Linked DNA regions of Lactuca sativa: region 1 is linked to region 2. Evidence: chromatin contacts called from public Hi-C data. All regions are on one chromosome and are shown on one strand. The core of a region is the stretch at or near the end of the contact, and the rest is flanking DNA. Distances in the headings are between cores, read along the strand shown. Region 1 holds the start of LOC111878012 (elongation factor 1-gamma). Region 2 holds the start of LOC111878013 (YTH domain-containing protein ECT1).

Evidence for each region. A called contact is a pair of places that touch in the nucleus more often than the background predicts.
Region 1: a contact with region 2 is called in a Hi-C map of seed, with 5 times the contacts expected there. The contact joins the promoter of LOC111878012 here to the promoter of LOC111878013 in region 2. A contact is called at or near these places in 4 of 4 Hi-C or Micro-C datasets (bud, leaf and seed).

Annotation. Positions count from the first base shown.
Region 1 is chr5:247,946,428-247,951,791 of Lsat_Salinas_v11, reverse strand. LOC111878012 (elongation factor 1-gamma) reads right to left here and starts at 3,455. Exons shown (of 7, transcript XM_023874519.3): 1 at 3,193-3,455; 2 at 2,131-2,280; 3 at 1,976-2,036; 4 at 1,841-1,893; 5 at 1,651-1,752; 6 at 1,015-1,519; 7 at 274-924. The coding sequence starts at 3,201. The coding sequence ends at 545. It overlaps LOC111878035, which reads right to left. Exons shown (of 4, transcript XM_023874552.3): 3 at 4,977-5,280; 4 at 4,553-4,780. The coding sequence starts at 5,276. The coding sequence ends at 4,631. TRNAW-CCA (transfer RNA tryptophan (anticodon CCA)) reads left to right here and starts at 3,551; the gene lies at 3,551-3,622.
Region 2 is chr5:247,706,481-247,711,778 of Lsat_Salinas_v11, reverse strand. LOC111878013 (YTH domain-containing protein ECT1) reads left to right here and starts at 1,922. Exons shown (of 9, transcript XM_023874520.3): 1 at 1,922-2,076; 2 at 2,705-2,760; 3 at 3,121-3,155; 4 at 3,245-3,401; 5 at 3,525-3,946; 6 at 4,045-4,509; 7 at 4,584-4,796; 8 at 4,879-5,025; 9 at 5,104-5,298. The coding sequence starts at 2,733. The coding sequence ends at 5,232.

The DNA of each region.
Region 1 (5,364 bases), core at 2,206-4,705, 240 kb before region 2:
TTTTCATGTCTTTAAAGTATAGTAAAAAATCAAATTGATCGGCAGTTACAGTTAATTTACCATTAAACTGACTTTGATATTTAAAAATTATCATTTTGATCGGCTATTAAGGTCTAATCATCTCCGATGAGGCGATGAGTCTCCAATCTCCATCTTCTCAGACCAACATCAATCATCAATTTTTGGATGAGCATATAGAAGAAAAAGAAACCAACTTCAGTCCTCATCTCCATCGCCTACAACTCAATCGTTTCCACATTTAAGTATATAACATGTTCAACAGAAAATCTTATTTTCCAGCTTCAACATGAGATTTCAAATATTTCACATGTTTTACACATGGTAACATTAGTATTTTTGGACTACAATAGTTTTTTATTCACATTTTGCTTTCTTACTTGGACTGCATAGCGTTCAAAGGGTTGCTACTTGCTTTTCGGCCACATCGGGCATTCTGTATGGAGTACAATTAGCATGTTGAACTTCGCAGATCACTGTATTATATTTATTCATGATAGGTATCAGAGCATTTTCCAATTTCCCTTCATTTGAAGCACTTGGCATCCAAGAGAGTTTCACCTTCAAAAGGCTCAAAATCTTCAATCATCTGATTCACTCGCTCCTTTTGTGCCTCGTCAGAGAGGTCAACCTTGGTCCACTCGTAAAGCTCCATGTCATAACACTCATCCATCACAAATTTTGGGATTTCAGTCCCACGGAAAAGCCACAAACCCTTGACCTTGAATGGAGGCTCGTTTCCAATAATCAACATCTTTCCAAAAGCATATTTCCTTGCAAGATCCATACGCTGAAGGAATCCACCAACCTTATTCATTGTCACAAATGAGACAGTGTTCTCATCATTGTACTTGTAGTTACAAAACCACAGAGAGTAGCCCTCTGGATCATACATGTCCCAAAAACCTGCAACAAAATCAACAAATATATCAGCCAACTGTTGTCTGAGAAGAAGATATATATTTTTTTTTAAAAAAAAGTCAAAAAAGAAAATACCTTTGATTGCAACCTCACGGAAGTTAGTTTTGGTGTTAGAGTAAAGCCTTTTCCAGTCATCCAAAACCATTGGACTTGGAGGCAATAAATCAAGAGGATTCTTTGCCTTAGGCTTGGGTGCCTCTTCCTCTTCTGGGGCAGCTTCGGGTTCAGGCTTGGGCTTAGAGGCTTTTTCTTTCTTGGCTTCGTTTTTAGGCTCGGATTTTGGTTTGGCTTCTGGTTTTTTGGCTGAAGGAATAGGGGGAACAGTTTCTGTTTGTTTGATTTCTCCGATTATCTTACTGAATTTTGGTTGATTAACCATGGTCCAGAAATACCTCTCAAAATGAGGAAACTCAGAAGTGAAACTCTTTGTCAACACTACTTTAAACTTGAACGCCAAATTGCATGTCATGATGATGTCAGCCAAAGTCACGGAATCACCAACCAAAAAAGTACGTGAAGCAAGATGTGTGTTTAGAGCACCAAGACCTCTTTTCACAGCAGAGATATAATTCTCCTCGGCCTTCAAATCATACACACACAAATTTATCATTTGGACAATTTCAAAAATACTAATGTAAAAGATATATTAAAGTAAACTAACAAAAAAATAATATAAGATTAAATTTTGAGGAATAGAAGTTTCTGACTAACAGGTTTGATATAGGGGGAATATCCAACTCTTGGCATGGCCCATCCTCTCAAATTAGCATCAAGCTCCAATGTAGAAAAGTCTATCCATTGCTCAATTTGACCCTGCATATATATTTTAAAAAAAAAAGATTAGATTCATTATATGTATCTTTATTCCTTCATAATGAGAAAATGACAAAAAAGAACTTACATATTCTATCAGTGAAGACCCCAAGAGAGAACTTTCAGGCTTCAAACTAGCAACTACAGCAACCAAGATAAGAAAGTAAGCTCAATTACTCAAAATCAAAAGAAGATTGAAAACAATGGCTATTTGATTCCTCACCATAGCGAGCAATTGCATTACTTTCAAATATAGGGCCATCAGGAGTCTCAAGGACAGGAACCTGCATTAATGATGAATCATAGTGTGTAAAAGATAAAATAAGAGTTTGTATTTTGTAAAAAGTGTTAATCGGATTATATAAAAAAAAACAATACCTTTCCAATGGGGTTCATTTTAATAAACTCAGGAGTCTTATTTGACACACCCATCTGAAAATTTTCAGCCATTTTGATTTCAACACCAACATATTCTGCAGCAATTAATGTCTTGAAAACATTCTTGTTGTGAGACCCTGCATGCATAATCTGCAACAAGCACAATACATCTATCAAATGATCGCAAACAAACAATAAAATCTCAAATCTAATAGATCTGATTTTAAAACATCTCTACAAATTAGCATAAAAGAAAAGGCAACATTAACAGAAGTTTATTAAATTTGTTGTAAAATACAAGAACTTGAAAACTTTGGAAAGGTAAGGTTATGCCACTATAACTAACCAGAGAAATAATGATAAAAACAGTTCATAAATATCCTTAACCTAATACCAACTATTTATAAAGAATTAATGATTTGTTTATGCAACATAGTTAAATTTATGCAAAGGAATGGGCTTCTTCCCAATTTATGTAACAAAATTTCAATTTGTTGGCTTGTTGCCAGCTTTTAACAATTCATGGTGCGATCCACTTCATTGCATATTGAAGTAAAAACGTGTAACTTTATTAAATAAACATATACAGTATCCACTAAGTCTTCTTAACCCATTTTAAAAATATATATGTCGATCAAGGTTATAGTTTAATCAAGTAAAATTAAAATATGCTAAAATACAAACTGATGGTGTAGAAAGTCAAATGAATTAAACCTTACAAGTGCTTTTGTTGAAAGAAATAGATAATTATTAAACTAATATGAATTTTGTAATCATGTTTAAAGCTTTAATTATTCATAGAACTCATGAAACTGGACAAAGCAATTGGGAGATCGTACAATAAAGTTTCAGTGAGTTCTTCATATCACGATCAATGCGATAAAGTTAAAATCAGTAAACGAAAACAAAAGGAAAGAACAAAATGCACATCAATACCCTGATCCGCACAATTTGTATATACAAAGAAAGATCCATCACAAACTACGCATAAAAAAGCATGTACTAATAAAAACTAACACAGTAAGGACTCAAAATTAGCGCAATAAGGAACGAAAAACTCACCAGAGACATTGCTTAAGGAACAAACGATCGCCTTCTACAGAAACAAAATAGAGCCAATACTTGAAATCTGGATTTAAAGAAGTCTGAGATGAATCAGAGAAAAAGAAATGCAAAACTTGGGGTTTTGGTAGGGAGATAGGGTTTTCAAAAAGAAAAGCGGGCAAACCGGATTTTTTTTCCGGTTCATATCTATTTTAAATCCGGTTGTTTGTTATAAACCTGATTTCATAAAAAATGCACATCAATGGTGGGTTTGAGAGAATTAGTAACAGAGATTTGGTAGAAAAATGAGTCCTGGTGTTTAAGTGCAAACTGATGGTTATCTATTTATAACATAAGACTACAAGAAGAAACAGAAGGATCTGTGGCGCAATGGTAGCGCGTCTGACTCCAGATCAGAAGGTTGCGTGTTCGATTCACGTCAGGTTCACTTTTTCACAAAACTTAATATTTTCTTATTAACTTCGTTACCATCCGTCCACCTCTCTCCTTCTAAAACGTTAAGAACTTATTTTTGACAAAAACCCTACACTATGCCTGAACAGCCAAAATGTACCCCCAACATTTTGCTATTTGCATACACCTATACAAGAAGTTTAAGTTTATTACACTGTCTTTCTTATTTTTAACATTTTAATTTCATTTTTATGCAACACACACATGCGTCTGCTTTAGGACGAGCTATAGCTAGAAAACTGACAATTTCCAAGTTATTTGCCAAAATAGCATCCATGTCACTGTGTACTTGACAAAATTTGTTAAATAAGATTAATTTGTACAAGTTTAATTCCATTTTTAAAAACGTGGTTGGGAATCATGGCTTTAAATTAAATATTAGTGATTCGATACCTACTAATTATTTTGCTTTTCTGATAAAGATTAGTCCAAAACTATTTCATCTACAAGAAAATTTGATTTACAGTGTTATTTATATTTTTCTGGTTTAAACCCATTAATGAAAATGTTATTTTTAACTTTAACTCGAAATTTATTCGAGATGTCCAATTTCATAAGTGTCAGGATTTTTATTTAAATATATTTCAAACATGTTTTCCGAAAAGCATTATTTTTGCTCCGTTCCGTGCCTAGAATATATTTGGACCTGCTCTGCTCTAACAAAAAAAGAGTTCAAAATTCGCCCCTAAGCATGGTCGGATCTAAAAAAGCTATTTATACGTGGATGATATTAAATTTTGTTCGAATATACCGAATAATAAGTTTACAGGGAAAGGTAGGGATAAACCATTAAACAAAACCTATGATGGAAAACAACCATGAAATATTCCAAATTAATGAGCCAAACTCTAGTGTTTCATGAAAATTTCATGAGAAAATGGTTGGCATTTGACACCAAAGAAAGTGGAATTAAGGAAAGTATTGTATTTTCTCATAAGAGAAGTTCATCTTATGTACAAGTATTTAATACACAAAATAATTTCTACGGAGGAAATACATAATTATGTTGTTGATGAGAAGGCCATTGCGCTCCTTCCCTTGAGCAAGGTAGAGGTGCTGAATGTGCAATGTAGGTAGGGTATTGATGCCCCGGCATCAATACCGAAAAATCCGATGCATAAGCCGCTTGTACCTGTCACAAATAAGCCACGATCTGCTATAATGGATTGTACCATATAAAAATAAAAATGTTATAACCATCTTTTTGCAATGATGGGTTGTAAGATAGGGTCTGAGTTCTAAATGGGTTCTTTGGAAAAAACAACCCATTTAGGACTCCACATATCTATTAGATACAACTCATCATTGCATCCAACATGCAAACTTACTTGTGATTGTGGACTTGCAAGCTTTTGCATAGGCCTCGAGTCTTCGTGAAGAGAGTGACTGGTGCCATGTTGGGGCAAAGGGAATGAAGCATTTGGTCTAAAAAGATGTTCGAATATTGCCATTATAAGAAACATTGATATTAAAACAGCGGTAGCAACAAAACCAAAAGAAATTGCATTCATTGATGTCCCAAAGTTCTTCCATGGACCTTCACCATCACCTCCTGTTTGAGGTGGGCTATGTGGTGAATCCGTGTACATGTTCCATGCCTTTGATCTTTCTGTATTGAACTCATCCATTCTCCTGCAAAATCACATCGCTAAAAATGTAAAAATCTTCTCAAATATAGTAAACTTTACACACCTATGCAATAAGAGATGGCAAAAA
Region 2 (5,298 bases), core at 673-3,172:
GGTCTCTAAACTTTAAGAGTTTTCATCCGACGCCCAAACTCTATCATAGTTTTTATTTAATTTATTGACAAAGTTATTATTGTTATTGTTCAAAAATATTCATTTCATTTATTTCACTTCAGTTTATTTATTTCACTTTTTTTTAGCTTTTACCAAAAAACCCAAAACTTTTAGTCCCACAAACATGATGTTACACGTTCATAGAATGATGGTTAAAAAATTTCCCTTTCAGCGTTTGTATAAGGAAGAAGAAAGGAAGGGTGAAGATCAATTAAAATAGCAGGATATATATGAAAGGTAAAAAAACATAATGACCCTTATGTGAGGGGCATGTGTTTGACCTAATGACTGCAATTTAATAAAAGTTAAAAGCAACGCTCCAACCCACGACAAAATATGTTCATAAGGACCATTTATACAAAACTAAAAGTTTAGGGACTTAAACCACTAATTTGTTGACAAATACAATGACCAAATATGATTGATATGTGATTGGGATAATGACTTAAAAGGGTAATGTATTTTTTTTGTACACATTTAGTCACTGACTTTTATTTTCGTCCACATTTATCCCCTTTAACTTGTTAAACTGTACACATGTAGCCCTTATGACCGGTTACTTCATGTTAGCCGGTAAAAATGACTTAATAGGGTAATATATTTATCACTTTGTGCACATTTAGTCCTTAATATTTTTGCACACATTTAGTCCTTAATATTTTTTTTGTTACACAATAAGTCATTTTTGTTTTTGTACTAATTTAGTACTTATGAATGATTTATTTAGGTTTTTCTCATGACATCTTACATGGGATAGCCATATGGTGGTGGGATAGGATGAGGTGGTCCTGCTATATGTTGTAGGCCAAGATATCTGGTGTGGGCCGACTGTAAGGTGTAGGCACGAAGGCTTGAGAAGAGCGGCTGGGTTAAGGCGGCATGCTGACAAACTCTGGGTATTCCAGTCTGATGACTGATTGGACCTGTTGCATGTTGGCATTCCATTCAGATAACTGATTGAGACATGGTATTCCAATATGATGAGCGTGGGCTCGTTATGCATGATAATGCGTTTGTTGTATCGACTATTTTGGGGAAAATTCATTAAACTTTGTGCTTACCCAGTTGTTTATGTTTTCAGGTTCTATCGTCGATCGTGGAAAGGCGAATGCATGATTATACACACTCATCAACAGTATTGAGGATTTTGTGTTTCTTATATTACTCTGATTTTCGATAAATGTATTTTGGAAAAAACGTTTTTTTCTTAATAATGGATTTATAATTAGGGATTTTGCTTTATTTAAAAATGAAAATTTTTGGTTGTAAAAATGAGACGTTACACATAAACATTAACAACCGTACACACTTCATCAATGATTATCCCACGTAAGATGTCGTGAGAAAAACCTAAAGAAATTATTCATAAGCACTGAATGCGTACAAAAACAAAAATGACTTATTTAGAAACAAAAAAAATATTAAGGACTAAATGTGTACAAAAATATTAAGGACTAAATGTGTACAAAATGAGAAATATATTACCCTATTAAGTCATTTTTCTCGCTTAACCTGGAGTAACCGGTTATAAGGACTGGATGTGTACAGTTTAACAAGTTGAAGGAGTAAATATGGACGAAAAAAAACCCAGTGACTAAATATGTAAAAATCGAAAAATATATTACCCTTTTAAGTCATTATCCTATACGATTTTATGAGGGTTAAATATCCTAGTGAGTGGGTGACAAATGAAAACATCAACAAGACGAAGGGATGTTCTCGTAAGTTTGCAAGTCATCCGAGAATTCAAAAAGCTTTTCTCACATCCTATGCACCTTCAGGTAACCGAAACACCCACTCACATCCAACCGTCCAGATAACCTCCCTCTTAAATTTCACAAAAAAGTATTGGCCGTTGGATCTAAATTTAGGGGTTTAGCAATCCCCTCTTCAAACCCGCCCACACTCTTCTACCCTTCCAACGCAAAACACACGCAATTCTCCCCTCCACCGCCTCCATCTTTTCACCACGGTTTCCCGTCCAACCACCGGCGGTTTTTCTGCCGCCTTCTGCCGGTGATCATTCTCTACGTCATTTTCCGTTCAAGTTTTTGACTTCTTTTCTCCATGCTATTGTGTTTTCCTTGAAAAGAGAAGTGTTATTTTTTAGAAACTTAATTTTCTTTTCGATAATCTGGTTTTAGTAAAGTTTTTTTTCCATGGACGATCGATTTTTGTTTTTGCCACTTTCTTCAAACGATAATTATCGTCCAACTGAAGTCTAATGCATTTTTGTGTTGATTCAAGTACAATGTTTTTCGAAAGGGATTATTTTTGCATATACTTCTCTGCAAGTTAATTTATTTGAACTGTGCCGATTCAGAGAAAAAGATGATATTTTGTAATATTTGTTTTTGGTAATTATTACCAATTTTGTTATTGATGTTGATATTATTCTTACGAGTACATGCCGTGTATGTTCTTCTTTGTTAACAATTGTAGAAATTGGCCACCGATTTTGAATTTTACTTTCAATTTGCTTCGTGTTTCAAGAATCTTGTTCTTTCTATCTATATAGAATCGCATATTTTTTTTCTCTGAAACTGACACATCTTTTAGCATAAAGAACGTCACTTTATATTTCAAATTTTCATACGATTCTGAAATTTATTCGTTTAACACTTCCAAAGTTAGTGATTTTCAGGTGATAATAATAATTTTCAAAGATTAATATGCCGGGCGACAAGAAAATTGTGCAATGTATCCTTTCTATATTCCCTTTATCAGTACCATATTGTATGCATGTCGCAGTTTAGGACTTGTAATCTGTTTTATTTTTTGCTTTTTATATATATTTGTGGTTTTGATCGTCAAAATTGATTATTATGGGGAAAACTTTGTTCATATCATGATCATTATTCATAAGACTCTAGATTTAGGTTTGTTCAGCATTTTGAAATCAATCAAAAACCTAGAATTGGCACATTGAATTTTAGTAGGAATCACAGATAATTATTCCATAAATAGTTGAGAATGTATCATAATGTCATGCCTCTTAAGTCGTGGTTTAACTTGTTTTTGTCCATTGATTCTATGATTTTGCTTAACTCTCTTAAACAGCTGACTCATTAGCCAAAAGAGACGATCAAAATCTGGTAATACAGTTTTTTAAACTTCACTCCTTTGTTTTCTTTTGTTAATATTACTGTATTTCTCTGAAATATTATTAAAATTCTTGTTTTAGGGTTCAAGAAAAGATGTCATAGTTTCAGGTGTGTCCTCTTCATCATCAGGAGTTCATGATTCTTCTGCAAAAGGTGGTGTTGGCAATGGAAACAAAGCAGTTTCAGATCAAGGTGCTCACTATTCATCTACAAGCTGTTATGATTACCAGTATCCAGGTAAGAAGTTTCATGGTTACACTTCACATGAGTTATATATACATATATAATTATATATCTTTATATTGTATGGTTTAATTTTCAGAAAATTATTTATTTGGTTTGATTGTTTATTTATACTAGGACACAATGGAACATATAGTCAACTAGATGTATCTGGTCAAATGAATTCCAATGGGGCTGTTTACTCTGATAATGGTTCACTTCTTTACTATATGCCAAGCTATAATCCTTATGCTACTGGAGCTTATATGGGTGTTGATGCACAACAACAACAACAACAACAACAACATCAACAACATCAACAACAACAACAACCCTACTTTTCTTCATCAGAAGCCATGCCATGTTACTCATCTTTTGGTGCAAAATCTGTTACTGGATCAAATGGGATGAAAGCAAATGATTTGAACTCCAAAAGAACCATGAATTTTTACACTGGAAAATCTCTGAATTACCCTTTGGACATGAAGTCAAGCCAACATTCCACACCTTCTGTTCCTAAGTCGATCCTTCAGTCACAGCATTTCAGATCTCTCAACAAGGTATTTGTTGATTATTTGAGCTAAAAAAAGTTGTGTAATAGTCTAATAGAAAGAAAGGCAAATGAAATGTTTTTGTTTTTTATATGATTTTGTTTCAGTTGAATTCTGCATATCAATCTGGGGGTCTTCAAAAAGGGTACCAACAATCTGGAAACTTCTCATCATTTTCTTACCCAAATCAAGCTCTATTTTCAAACTACTCAATGAACTATTCTTCTGGGGGTAGACTTTGGAATGAAAACGAAAGATACAAACCACGTGAAAAGTCATACAACAATGGAGAATCTGAAGAACTTACACGTGGCCCAAGGGCACAAAGCGTAAATTCACATATTGAGGAAGAAAAAGTTGGGTTCTCATTGAGACGCGATAAATACAATCTTGAAGAGTTTCAGACAAAGTATGATCATGCAAAATTCTATGTCATCAAATCATACAGTGAAGATGATGTTCACAAAAGCATTAAATATGATGTTTGGTCAAGTACACCAAATGGAAACAAGAAGTTAGATGCTGCTTATCGTGATGCTGAAGGAAAAACTAATGTTTTTCTTTTCTTTTCTGTAAGTGATATTGATAGTCTACTTTTTTTTTTTTTTTTTTGAATTATTGTTTAATTTAAAATTTTATTTTTCAGGTTAATGGTAGTGGGCAATTTGTCGGTGTTGCTGAAATGATTGGATCAGTTGATTATGAAAAGAATATGGATTTTTGGCAGCTTGATAAATGGAATGGTTTTTTTCCAGTTAAATGGCATGTTGTGAAGGATGTTCCTAACACGCTTTTGAGACACATAATTCTTGAAAACAATGACAATAGACCTGTTACATACACTAGAGACACTCAAGAGGTAATTTTTTTAAAAATGTTTTCACATTCTACTTGTTTTTTTATTAATGAATATTGTATTGAATTTTATATATTTTGTTTAGGTTGGTTTAAAACAAGGTTTGGAGATGCTTGAAATTTTCAAAAGCTATTCGGCGAAAACGTCTCTGTTAGATGATTTGAGCTTTTATGAGAACAGGGAGAAGATGCTTAAAGCAAAACGGATTAGTAAAGCTGCTTTTCAAACAGAGGTAATTAATTTAATACTGAAGAAATAGCAATGTGCTTTTGTTTATTATATAATGTTGTATTTTTTTTTTGTTTTTTAGAATTTAAAATCAGGAGAAAGCAATGGGTTGAAGGATCCGACATCTTCTCTTATAAATCTTACACGGAATCTGTCTATTAATTCTAACACACCAAAGTCCAGCATTGGTGATAATAAATCTGGATCGTAGAAATTGGAATTGGTGTAGCTTGTAGGGTTTTAGGTATTATGGTTTTTATTGATTTTTACATTGAAT